Regions from separate parts of the Mus musculus genome. Here regions 1 and 3 are each linked to region 2. A link is a contact called in public HiChIP or PLAC-seq and promoter capture Hi-C data. All regions are on one chromosome and are shown on one strand. The core of a region is the stretch at or near the end of the contact, and the rest is flanking DNA. Distances in the headings are between cores, read along the strand shown.

Region 1 (4,377 bases), core at 66-2,565, 420 kb after region 2:
CAGTGAAAAGCATCCAGAACTTGAGTTGAGGCATGTCTGTTGAGGCATGGGGAGATGGCTTCCGAGCAGAGAATATGGTTTAAGCCCAAAAGCACTCAGCCAGCTAGAACTCTGCCCCTCCTTACCCAAAGCCCCAGCTTCAGCCTGGGATCCAGGTGCTGAACTATCCATGTTCAGCAAGGGGGCTGGGCTTAGCCATCTCTGAGTCAGATCTCTTTTACAATCTATCTGAGGTGAAGCAGGTCACCACAGTTACGTCACCTCTGGTTCTGGAATTTCTGGTCTGAGCATGGCCTGTTCGTTTGGGAGTTAATTCACCTTTGTGGATGTCATTGCAGCCTCCAGCTGTGGATGTGTGAGGGAGGGAAGGCAGTAGAGATTACCTGGTCGAGATGGGGGTCTTATCTGGTACCTTAAACTGGTCTCACGATGCTGAGTTCAAGTGAGCCTCCTGCCTGTCCTGGGGTTCTGTGTACCACTACCCTTAGCTATATGAAAGGGTTATGGTTAAAGAGATGAAAAGAGTCTCCTAGGAACTTTTGCTAGCCACTGTCCCTGCCTCGCCACCTAGATGACTGTGGTCCACAGGAAAGGACATGACATGCGGTTGCAGCCGGAGCCTCAAAATGGTCATGGACACTTTAAAGCCTTTATCTCTGGCAGTTTAAGGATAGAGAGGCCTGCCTCTCTTCTGTCCTTATTTACAATACCTGGCCATGCCCCCGCCTCTATGCCTGAAGCACCAGGCACTTCTACCAACCCAGGAAAGGAGTCATGAAATGAATCTTTTCAGGGTGTGGGTGGCTTTGGTACAGACATACCATGACCTTTGTGTTAAGGAAATAACTGAGGGAGGCCAAAAGAGACAATAAATGTCAGTGATTCCCCATAAAAACCCGAGCCAGAGATTTCTGTTTCTGCTTAAGAGCTGTGGAGAAAGTGGGACTTGAAGGAGAGATGGTGTGGGGCTTTCTGGCAGCTAGATGAGGTTAGCCCTGATTATAGTACCTCCTGACTTCTGCTAATGGCAGACTAGTTGGAAACAAGAATATCTGGGCTCTTGCCCTACCCATACATGGCAAGGGATGGGAGTGGTGTCTGTTTTTCACAACTAGTTCAGCTAAGCAGGGCCTGAGTTGGAGACCAGAGAGCTAAGCAGGACCCCAAGAGTCTCTTGGAAAGGGAGCAACTTGCCTATTGCCTAGGGAAAGCAGGCTCCACTCATTTCCTGGAGCACTTCAAACCCCTCCTGGAGCACTTCAAACCCCTCCTCCAGCCCCGGTGCCTCAGCCTAGCAGTGGCTCCACCCTTCCCACTCCTGTGCTACTTGTCAGACCTGAGCGACAGTGAATATAGCCAGAGAAAGGGTGGCTCTGGGAAACAGGCAAGCTCCCTACTGGGACCTGAGCTGCTACTGCTGGCCATGCCCTGGACTCTCCAGCCAAAGTGGCTGGCAGGCAAGGGACTTCCCCTTCTTGGAGCCATACTGCTACGGAAGACAGAAAAGAGCGAACCACAATGGAAGCATAGGCGGGTAATGTACTGATCTCACTTGGGAAAAGCTGGCTGGAGTCCTGGGAGATGGCTGGCACCCCGTGGGGACTAAGCCAGCCATTGCACTGGGGTTTGATTTAGGGTGGAACATACCACAGACAACCTGGAAAAGCTCAAACTAGAGAGACAGGCCAAGGCCTCCAAAAAGAAATGATGGCGGCCTGAGACCATTGCCTGTGGTTGGTTTGCCAGGAATGCACTAGTCTAGCTGTATAACCATTGTGGAGAGAAGGGAGAAGGGTTTGTTGGGTTTTCAGGGGGTAGATTAACACCCAGAAGGCTGCAATCTGGCATCATCATTTTTGTTTTGTTTTGTTTTGAGCTCAGTCTTCAATCTAGTGACTTATCAGACCAGAACAAGCTAGGAGACTTGGCTTCCCCTCCCCTTGCCCATTCCTGCCTCTGGTTGGTCTTTCAGCCCCTGCATGGAAGCTGGTGGGTGCAGTGGGTTCTGGCTTTCTCTTTTAGTGTTTGACCTTCTTAAATACATTATCCTAGTGCCCAGGTCACGTCTAGAGGGCAGCTGCAGGCTGACCATTATAAAGCGTACCTAGCTTAGCTGCTCATGGGAACACTAAGAGTTGAGCTGGTCCCCAGATTCCAGGCCCCTCACCAATCCTGACCACCCAGCACCCTGCGCCTTGCAAAAGCTTCCCAGAGCTCCTGGCATAGGAGCATTAGTGACCTGGGCCAGGCAAGTTCTATGGTAAGACAGAGTAGAAACTCAAGCCAGAAAACACTTGAGAGAGGAGATCAGGCCAACCCTAGCTTCCTGGAACTGAGTTCCTAGGGTTCTGTTGTTTCAGCAGGAAACCCACCCATACTACGACCTTCAAGTGAAGGTGCTGAGGGCCAGAAACATCCAGCACACAGATAAGTGTGAGTAATCCTTGCTTTGCTCTCTCTCTCTCTCTCTCTCTCTCTCTCTCTCTCTCTCTCTCTCTCTCTCTGTGTCTGTGTGTGTGTGTGTGTGTGTGTGTGTGTGTGTGTGTGTGTGTGTGTGTGTGTGCTCTCTTGGAGTAGGGTGGTAGGGTGGTGTTAATCATTGGAGGGAGGGTACCTTGGTGTGGTGTGGGGTATAGAGGCATGCAGGCACACTGGAGGGGTGAGTTGGGCAGACTTCAGCCTCCTCCTGACTCTAGGAGGCTTTCTGAGGGTGTGTTAGGCCCCGTTGCCACACATCAATGCCTGCTTTCCAGGAGCTTTGGCAGTACCCACACATGGTACAGAGTTCTATTGCCTGAATCAGGCCATTTCAAGGAGTTACTCAATGGTTTGTGCTACCACATGATCCTTTGAACTGTGGCTGCTGTGGGGATTTCTGTCAGTTGAGTGGGAGGTTACCTGGCTAAGGTAGAGCCTGGAACACCACAGGCAGACAGCCTCCTCTCCCCTTGCTCCTTCCTTTCTGAGTCCAGCCTCCAGGAAACCTTTTCAACAATCAGAGTTTGATGCCAAGTCTCCTCCCCCGCTTACCTGCAGTGTCCAAAGCCGACTGCTATGTTCGACTGTGGCTGCCCACGGCTTCTGTTAGCCCCAGTCAGACAAGGACAGTGGTTAACAGCAGTGATCCAGAATGGAATGAGACCTTTCCCTATCAGATCCACGGCGCTGTGAAGGTGTGGGCCAGTAAGGGGCTGGGCATGGCAGCCAATGACGTCCTCCACAATGCTGACCCTTCAGTCCTATCCCCAGAACGTCCTGGAGCTTGCCCTTTATGACGAGGATGTCCTGGACAGTGACAATGTCTTCTCCATTCTGTTTGACACGAGTACTCTTCAGCTAGGCCAGCCTTGCACAAAAAACTTCACCAGGCAGCAGGTGAGGTCTGCCGGGACTAACAGTAAGTAAATCTCCAGCAGAGGATCCCCTGTCCCCTGGGCCGCTGACAGGAAGCCATCTTGGTTTGACCTTAGTCACTGCTGAGTCTGGAACAGTACCTGGCACGTATTTCTGCATGACTGATGCTCTACATGGAAATGCTACTGCCCCCTAAGCCTATGAGATGCTACTCCAGACTAATCTCCTAGGTCCTAGAGCTGAGCAGAGGTGGGAGGCAGGGGCAACTCCTGAGATTTTTGAAATTTCTTGAAAACTGATGCCTTCATCACCCCTGTGTAGGATCCAAAAGAGCTGGAAGTAGAATTTACTCTGGAAAAGAGGTGAGTCTACTTAGACCTGGTGTCTATCCATTTTACTCCAAATGCCAACCCTCAAGTCTCTCGCTTGCCTTAGAGGCCTGGCTCCCGAGAGGACAGCCTGGTTTTGACACCTATTTGCATGTTGGGTGACAAACCTCCCTATTGCAACCCGATTGTGCTTCCCAGGCTGCTCTGGGCCATATTGTTTTACTAGCCGTAGTAAAGGGTGTGATAGCCCATCACGATCCCTCCGTCTTTTACAGTCAGACGCCTGCATCTGAAGTTGTCACCAATGGTGTCCTGGTGGTGAGGAGGAAAGATGGGTATGGGACTGTGTGGGACTGGGGAGCAGGGAATCCATGGTGCCCACGTGTCTCTGGAAGTCCTTCCTTAGAAGGCAGATGCACCAGGGGAGTGAAGAACAGGAAGCTGCCTCTACCCTGTATGGGCATCATATAGCCATTGCTCCCCTGAGACTCTGGCTGCTGAGGGAGCCTTTGAGGGCCCCCTTTTCACCAAGGCCCACTTCTTATGAGTCCTGGGGAAGAACATAGCACTCACTACCTTGGGGGTTGTCACAAAAGATCCCTGCCAATAAGGACCAAGAGCTGCTATGGCCCTGGCCCTGGATATTCCTACCTCCCTCCATCCTGGTCGGACCCTGTGAGCTCTCTGACTCCTA
Region 2 (4,464 bases), core at 424-2,923:
GGCAAATGTTATCAAACTTAGTCATAACCCGAATTCTCTTACTGAACAAGAGAAATAAGTCAATGTTCTGCTGTCCTCCTCTTAATGAGATGCGAAATTGCTCTTTGAAGTTCTTTTCAATGTGTTACATTGTATCCTTTCTCCTTCAAGCATCTTCCCTTTATGTGTTTTTGCTCAGGCAACCATGGGCATAGAGTATTGAAAAACATGCAGTGCTTTTGTATAGGCCATCTGTACATAAAAGTGTAATTATTTATTTAATTTTCTCATTTGTACCATATTAAAGCTTTGTACAGTGTTTTAAGTTCTGTTTTAAAATTATTTTGTATTTTATTTTTATAATCTAGTAATAAAACATTCAGTCCGCATGCAAACTTTAGTGCTATTTGTGTGATGGTTTGGATTTCAAAAAGTGAAAACTATTTCCTAAACTACTAAAGTGTTACAGAAGTGACAGACAACCAAGAGAAGGCCATTTTGGCTAACTTAGACGCTAGGTGAACACCAGGGTTCAGGGGTCTGACGTGCGTGTTCAAGCTGACTTTGATATTCTTCTGTCTCTGCCTGCCAAGCACTGGGATTGCAAGCATCCACTAAATCCAGCACAGAATTAAGTTTTCAAAACTCCCTTTTCTTCTCCTTGGCAGTATGCTAGAGGGATTCCTGCTCCATCTACTGCCTATCACCAAGTGGTCTTCCTTTGAATGAGAGGAACACAGGGCCAATACACTGCTACTTTGTTTTGGAGGAAACTATAGATCCTATATCTTGATTTTTTTTTCTTTCCTTTTACTAAGGAGTATCATCCGAAAGCCTATTATATTTTTCAAAATAAGGGACCTGACAGGAAGTGTAGCCAGAGGGTTAACCAGCCAGTGTGTGTGGAGGAGGGTCGGGGGAGTGTGTCTAGGAATGCCATACTCTTCCAGAAGCTAATCATGAATCCTGACCTCTCAAGTAAAAGAAGTTGAGATATTCCCCTGCTGTAAACTCTTTAATACAATACGTAAGGGATTCAATACAAGTCTGATGGACATTTGATGATTTTATAACATGCCTCAGCATGAACTCTGTCCTCAATTGTCAGTTGATGAAAAAGTTGGCCAATGGTAAAGAGTCAGCCTTTTGAGTAAAAGAGGGGAAGGGGTGGGGAGCTAAGTAGGCCGGGCGCACCCCTTTAATCCCAGCACTCCGGAAGCAAAGGCAAGATAATCTATGAGGTCGAAGTCAGCCTGGTCTACAGAGTGGCCAGGCTATACAGAGAAATCATGTCTCAGAAAAAACAAAAAGGTCAAAACACAAGGTTACTCACTTTATTTTGGTTGAGGAGGGAGTGACTCAAAAAGCTCTACAGTCATGGTCTAAGGCTGTGCTTATGACAGGTGTCTGGTCTCATAGGCTGGTCTCTTAGAGTTGGTCACTTTTCCTGTCTGGTCCCTCTTTCAGACCCGGGTCTCCTCAGGCAGTTCATCTTATCACATTGCTCCAGGGGCCAGGAAATCAGAGAAAGGCGCCTCGCCGCCCTGCAGGCCTGGCTGGCTGGGCAGATCTTCCCGGGCCGCCAGAGCCCCACCCCTCAAGGACCCGCCCCGTCGTCCAACGGTCGATCCCGGTCGCCGGCTCCGCCCCTCCCGGCTGCCCGTGGCGCGAGTGCGCCTGCTCAGTAGCCTCAGAGCGCCTGCACAGGGATGGCGGCCGTTTTAGAGTCGCTGCTGCGCGAAGAGGTGCCGGTCGCAGCCGCCGTGCGGTGGATCGCGCGCAGCACCCCGAGTTCGGAGGTAACAGTGCGGACACGCCCTCAAGCCTGCCTGGAATGTGCTTCCCGCGGGGGATGATGCTTCAGTCCCTTCTCCCAGCCTGCCCTGCCTGACGGCCCGCGCCAAGGGCGCTCGCTCCTCTGCGCGCCGCTGCCGGGCCGCCCACCCTGCGGCCTCAGCCGCTGACGGCCCGCGCTGTCAGCTGACGCTCTCGCCCCGCGACCTCTGCTTCTTCCTCAGGATAGCTCCGAGGTGGCCGCTCTGAGCGCACTTCGGCCTCTGCGGAAGGAATTCGTGCCGTTCCTGCTGAACTTCCTGAGGGAGCAGAGCAGCCGGGTCCTCCCGCAGGGCCCCTCAACCCCCGCCAAGACCCCAGTCGCCTCGGCAGCCTTGCCAGCGAGGCAGGGGGCCCCGGCACGGGGTGGCCGTGGGGCGCGCAGCCAGCTTTTCCCTGCAGCCGAGCCCCTCAGCGCCGCCGCCGAGGCACCTCTGGCCCGCCGTGCGGGCCGCAGGCGGGGTCCGGGACCGGGGCCGTCCCGCGAACGAGGCGGTCGGGGCTCCGGGGCCGCGGAGGAGGGGGCGAGTGGCGAGAGCCCGCCTTGGGCCGGAGGCCGGAAGCCTAAGGGCTCAGGCAGCCCTGGCAGCCCCAGACTGTCGCTCTCTGATCCGCCAAACCTCAGCAACTTGGAGGAGTTCCCTCCCGTAGGCACCGTTCCTCCGGGCTCTGCAGGGTGAGAATCGGTCCTTATTGCAAGATGTTCGCTAAAGCCGAGCTTGGTGCCCCACAGTAGAGTGCGCGATGGTTAGAAGGTTGAGGGTGAAGAAACCACAATGGGGGAGGGTTTAAAAGGGGCCCAACTGTTATGGATGGAATGATGCTTGAAGATAGAAAATTGGAAAAAAACAAAAAACTGTGACTACTCTCAGCAGAACGAAGCCTTCTCGAAGGATCAACCCAACTCCGGTGAGCGAAGAGCGGTCACTGTCCAAGCCCAAGACCTGCTTCACCTCACCCCCAATCAGCTGTGTCCCCAGTTCCCAACCCTCAACCCTGGACACTAGCCCTTGGGGCCTTGGCCTTCCCCCAGGGTGCAGAAGTCTGCAAGAGGAGCGGGAGATGCTCAGGAAGGCGCGGTATGGCTTTGCCGCCACCTGGGATGTCAACTTCCTCCTTATGCGGGACTTGCAGGGATTTTTCCTGAACTTGATTTCTCCCTTCGGGATTCTGGGTTTGCTTCTTGGGCTGTTGATGTCTTCTCTGGCAGAACCTGAATGTGAATGTCGCTGGTAAAGCCAGGCTGATTAATCATGACATCTCCTCCTGTTCACATAGCACCAAGCAACTCCAGCAGTCACCTACCCCAGCCTCTCCCATCCCAGAATCGGGGTCTCCGGTTCCCAGCAGGACAGGAAACCTCACCGCAGAGCCTGCCGACCCGGCCAGAGTGTCTTCTCGACAGCGCCTGGAGCTGGTAGCCCTTATCTACTCCTCCTGCATTGCTGGTGAGTGAGCGCAAAGGGGGCTGCGGTGGATATGCTTGCAAACTACAGAGTAAGAGAGTAGAGGAGGCGCAGAGCCTTGGCCTGCTTGTCAGTGGTACGATGGTATGGCATTTCTCTTTATAAACAGAGAACCTAGTACCAAACCTTTTCTTGGAGCTTTTCTTCGTCCTTCAGCTCCTTACTGCTCGGAGAATGGTGGCCACCAAGGACAGTGACCTGGAATCAAGTCAGGGTGCCCTAGGTCAGTAAGCAAGTCTCACTTTGAGAAATGATGTTTGCAGGTGGGACAGTTCTTAACTAACGGTTTGTTGTTGACCTAGATTCCCTGGACACTCCCCTGTTTCGTAGCATCCATGATTGCGTCTTCTTTGCAGTGCAAGTTTTGGAGCATCAGTTTCAGTGAGTTTTCTAGCTGTGACATTTGAGTCTTATATGTCTGTTTCTAGCCGTGTGGGATGTGCATGCCTTTGCTTAATAGATACAGTTGCCCTAGACCTTACCTGTAACCTTTTGTTGAGGGGGAGGAGATTGTGGTTGGTTTGGTTTTTTTGTTTTGTTTTGTTTGGTTTAGTTTTTGAGTCAGGGTGATACTATGTAGCCCTTGCTGGCCTTGAATCCCCTAAGCAGAACAAGCTGGCCTTAAACCTGCATAGATTTTCCAGCCTGTGCGTCTCAAGTTCTGGAAATGAGGGCATGCACTACAACTCCTGGCCCATCTGTATCATTTGATTTTGTATCAAGGCTGAGTTTATCCTCTAAAAAAATAAATAGCTGGGTTTGGTGCTAAGCAAGGATTGCAAGTTTAAAGACCTGCCCAGGCTGCAGAAAATTGAAGGCCAGCCTTTGAAAAATATTAAGCTGTAGTCCCAAATAATATATACAAAAGAGTCTAAGTATATAGATCACTGGAGTGCTTGCTCATAATATAGAGAGCCCTGTATGCCACAAGAAAAAAAAATAGGGACAACAAACACATGGCAGCTGACCTTAATGTTCATGGCTAATATTCTATCCTACTGTCTTGCTCTCAGCTTCATGAAGTCTCATGTCTTCCTTCACCTTTTACCTTCATCGTCTTGATTGTTAGCCATGGCCTTGCCATACATACCTAGGCTTAAACACCTGTCTAATGCCTCAGATGTACTTTCTATCTGCAGCCTGTGTGCCGGTCTCAGTCATGTGTGCCCTCTCTTTGCAGGGTTCT
Region 3 (4,050 bases), core at 23-2,522, 380 kb after region 2:
AGAGACAGGTGGGTCCCTGGAGCTTACTGGCTTGCCAGTGAGCTAGGCTGGCTAGTTGTAAAAGGGGTGGATATGTCTCAGAAACGAGCAAACAAAAACACAGGCCATTTCTCATAATGTGGAAAACAGCTGAGGAAGACATCTATCTGACCTCTGACCTGAAACATTGGTCAGTAACAGTGGCTCGCCAGAAGTGCTTACCAGATTGCATCTTCATTAATGTATCTGACCTTTGGGCGGGCTTCTCTAACATCTCTTGCAGGTAGATTCTGAGGTTGCTTCCCAACATCCTCCAGTGCACACATAACAGTCCCGTATGCAATCCCTAGGGGATTATGCCCGGGCTAAGGAACATTAGCCTATAATGGCTTTCCTGTTCAAGTGTATGAACTTACTTGAGTTCATACTACTCTCCAAAGTTTGAGTAAAGTTGGAATGAGGTCTGAGCCTGAATTTTTCAAAACTTGCTTGACTAGGCACTAGGAGAGAATCACTGGTCTACAGCTTTAACAATGTAAACCTAAGGTACAACTAAGAATTAGCTGAAATGTAATGATGGTACTGAAGCAATCTATTGACTGGCTAGAGTGTGTCAGACTTGACAGATGTTCACGATTCTAAGCAATCTTATTTTGAAGAAGGTTTTGCAGAGTATGAAAGTAAGGCCTGCAACAATCTATTTCCAAAGAAAAAGAAAAGCCAAATTTCCTAAGTGGTATATCTCCAACCCAAGACTGACGCCAAGGCAGAAGTTCCTTTTTCCTCCGTGGTTGGGAGGGCTGGTTTTTGAGACAGGGCCTCATGTATCCTAGGCTGGCTTCAAACTTGATACGTACTGAAGATAACTCTGAACCTCCTGCGTCCTGGGATGTCAGGCTGCCATCTCTCCTGACACGCAGCCCAGTGAGCTAAATTCCTCTTTATCGCGAGGTCTTCACTAAGTTGACTGCCTAAAATCAGTTTCTCGGGCTGGCGAGATGGTTCAGTGGTTAAGAGCACTGACTGCACTTCCAAAGGTCCTGAGTTCAATTCCCAGCAACCACATGGTGGCTCACAACCATCTGTAATGGGGTCTGATGCCCTCTTCTGGTGTGTCTAAAGACAGCTATAGTGTACTCATATAAATAAAACAAATAAATAAATCTTTAAAAAAAAAAAAAAAAAGATCAGTTTCTCTTCTACCACCACAAACACCAAGGGACTCTGAGCAGCTGGTATGGATGTGAACTCGGGTTGGGGGCGGAGCTTCTGCTGCGGAAGGGGCGGGCTTAAGGCAACAGGAAGTCCGGCGGCGAGGATGGAGTTGTTGCTGAAGGCCCTGTAGCAGGGGTCCCTGGTGGAATACGAGTCTTCCCTGTTTTCGGACGGCAGGCTCCTCCCAGCAGCAGGGGCGGGACAGTGGCGGTGAAGCTCCCGCAGCCATGCATGACGCTTTCGAGCCGGTGCCGATCCTGGAAAAGCTTCCCCTGCAGATCGACTGCCTGGCTGCCTGGGGTGAGCCGCGGGGCCTCGGGTCAGGGAGGCAGCGGCCCCTCACGCCGAGCTATAGAGAGGCAAGGCGTCTGACCCTGTGGGTGGGCTGCGGACGCAGGCTGTCAGAGAGGGCGGACGTGACTGGACCCCGGGCGGCTTGCGTGATTGCTAAGGACAGTCCATTTGTGGACGCTCCGCGCTCTCTCTTGTGCGCTATGCAGTTGGAGGCTGAGCTCACATTATTAATGTGCTCTGTTGGGGCCCATTTCGGTTCCCAAGAAGTCTTGAGTGAAAAGGGCAAAGCCTGCCAGGTGCTTCACCTTGTTAAATGATTGCGGTGTGTTCTAGGTGACAGACAATGTTAGCACCGTATGCTTCAGAGCATTTAGTGTTCACTTAGTTTATTTTTCCTTTTAGTAGTTAGCTCATATAACTACCTTATGTCGTGAGGTGCCCAAGTTACCTGACTGAAGTGGAAGAGCATCATAACAGATTGCTGTGAAACCTGACCCATGCGACCTTGTATACTTTTTCTTGGGATTGACCAATGCAGAAAGCAAGGTCAGCATCCTTCATGTTTTCTGGAGTTCAAGAACGTAAATCTTGGCTCTCAGGCTACATCGAGTGCTTTTCTATGCATCGTTATTACCCATAACAGGCTACGTAAAAATAATTCAGTCTTTTCTGTTAATGTCCATGCCCTAAATATCAAGAAACATCAAGGGCCCATACAAAGGTAAAGTTCAGAATCTGTACGTAGAGTTTACCCTAAGGAAGGCACCACGATGGACCACAAGGAAATGTTGATGGTGACCAGTGTGCCGAGCATCTGTTGCTAGCGCTTCCCAGGCATCCTTGCAGGTTCTTTGTGGCCTCCTTAGAGGGATTCACATCTTTTTTTTTTTTTTTTCCCTGTGCTCTTCTTTGAGCAGCCCCTAGCCTCTGTAAAATAGTACCTCCAATGTAAACTGATGTAGTCCTTTGAATTAGGGAGAGAATAGAACCCAATTTCCTACAGCCATCTCAAGAAAACCTCATTTCCTGGAGGAAAGTGCTCTCAATAGAGAATAATACATGGAGGGGTTCATTTCTCTTTTGTTTCATTAAATATGTTCTGGATACCCACCTGTACCGTTCTCTCTACTATGGACAGGAATACAAGGATGAATGAGAAATAGTATCTGTGTACCCAGAACACTTTGGGGGTCAAAAGCATGAGGACAGGTTATGACACCAGATAGATGATACCAGAAGTGTGTGCTACCTATTTCAACACGTAGGGCAGGTATTCAGTTCAGTCTAAGGCAGAACATCCAAGCAAGATGAGTGCAACTGCCTGCCACACACTTGCCTTAGCGTGTCACAGTCATTGACTGCTCCTCTGAGAGAGACTCATTGACTCCACATTGTCAGAGTAAAGAGGCCACTTAGCTCAGCTCCTCAAGACCAGCTTGGGAATGATAAGTGGCTTTTGTCCTGCTTTGACCCCACACCAAACAGGAGAAATGCCCGGTCCCCTCGGCTACTAAGGTCGCTGCTGGAGTACAGGAAGGTTGTTCACTTTCAGGCTTTAGATAATAACTATTGCTGCTTTAGCACTAGCAATTATTGCTACTTCTAGTCATTGTACCTTTTGTGTATGTTGGTCTGGAAAGTTCATCTAGCAATCAGAACATGAAGACCCAGACAAAATTTAAGCTGAAAGACTGGCATAATCTGTCTCTCTTGTGGGCAACAGAAATGAGGACATTGAAGGTTTCCTTGAGCTCCAGTTATAGAATCCAGCTGCCTTTTTGGCATTGGGATGTCTAATAGCATGACCCTAACAAGACAATTTTTGGGGTTTTGATGTCTTTTAAAAAATGTTAAAAAGCGCAGAAATATTATGAGAATATATTTCTGATTTAATCCCAGGTTTGTAGTATGGGGCCGCTTCAGACTGTCCACTGCAGCTGACTATGATTTGCCTTATGCATGGGGTGTGATTTTGCCTTTGGTTCTGCAATTGTGTGACCTTTGGAATTCTGGGGACTTTCAGAGGGTACATGAATGCTAGGGCCCCAAGAGGATTGTTGTTTGGTGGTTGACTCTTTTCTGTCTTGGTTTGTTAAGTAGTAGTTGCAAACAAAGAAAGAAAAAATTAGTTATCTTGAAGGCAAAGATCAAACTTGCCCTAATCAGCAGGATGTAGTCTGTCAAGAATGTCACCTCCTTTCCTTTTAATCCTTTATCTCTCCTATCTAGTGTTAGTGGGTTGAAAGAGTGGAAGAAAGGGTGGAAGAGAGAAGAACCCACCAAGTAGTAAAAGACAAGCTACACCCCCTGGCCCCCTAAACTTCATATTAAACAATGGAGCCAAGGATGTTGTTTATCTGTCAGTATCTCTTGCTTGGCAGCCTAGGCTGGTTTAAACTCAGTGAAGTCCTCCTGCCTTAGTGGTCCCAGTGTTGGGCTTATAGGCACAAACTACCATGTCTGGCAAAATAGTGTTTTCAGATTGTTTCATTTTCTGACATCTTTCCCACTCCTCCTCTTTGGCCCCTGTGCTCCCCACCCCACACACACTCTGGGGATTTA

What was found. Promoter capture Hi-C pulls out the DNA fragments that hold promoters and counts their contacts. HiChIP or PLAC-seq counts read pairs in DNA pulled down with a chosen protein or histone mark.
Region 1: an H3K4me3 HiChIP or PLAC-seq map of bone marrow-derived macrophages shows a contact between it and region 2, with 2.9 times the contacts expected there. The contact joins the promoter of Pla2g4f here to the promoter of Cdan1 in region 2. A contact is called at or near these places in 2 of 115 datasets of contacts at active chromatin or transcription factors (bone marrow-derived macrophages and large pre-B cells) and 1 of 9 other capture datasets (adipose tissue).
Region 3: a promoter capture Hi-C map of liver shows a contact between it and region 2, with 4 times the contacts expected there. The contact joins the promoter of Vps39 here to the promoter of Cdan1 in region 2. A contact is called at or near these places in 13 of 39 promoter capture datasets (the 3T3-L1 cell line, 3T3-L1-derived adipocytes, the C10 cell line and 8 more), 2 of 484 Hi-C or Micro-C datasets (both in embryonic stem cells), 7 of 115 datasets of contacts at active chromatin or transcription factors (bone marrow-derived macrophages, cardiomyocytes, double positive thymocytes and 4 more) and 2 of 9 other capture datasets (adipose tissue and liver).

Annotation. Positions count from the first base shown.
Region 1 is chr2:120,311,103-120,315,479 of GRCm38.p6, reverse strand. It overlaps Pla2g4f (phospholipase A2, group IVF), which reads left to right and starts at 1,315. Exons shown (of 20, transcript NM_001363073.1): 1 at 1,315-1,534; 2 at 2,361-2,433; 3 at 3,037-3,173; 4 at 3,250-3,375; 5 at 3,676-3,716; 6 at 3,959-4,001. The coding sequence starts at 1,424.
Region 2 is chr2:120,728,726-120,733,189 of GRCm38.p6, reverse strand. It overlaps Cdan1 (congenital dyserythropoietic anemia, type I (human)), which reads left to right and starts at 1,673. Exons shown (of 28, transcript NM_026891.2): 1 at 1,673-1,778; 2 at 1,998-2,488; 3 at 2,685-2,891; 4 at 3,091-3,260; 5 at 3,388-3,501; 6 at 3,581-3,659; 7 at 4,459-4,464. The coding sequence starts at 1,689. Ttbk2 (tau tubulin kinase 2) reads left to right here. Exons shown (of 16, transcript NM_001024856.2): 16 at 1-374. It also overlaps a transcript of Stard9 not described here.
Region 3 is chr2:120,350,359-120,354,408 of GRCm38.p6, reverse strand. Vps39 (VPS39 HOPS complex subunit) reads left to right here and starts at 1,272. Exons shown (of 25, transcript NM_178851.4): 1 at 1,272-1,494. The coding sequence starts at 1,422.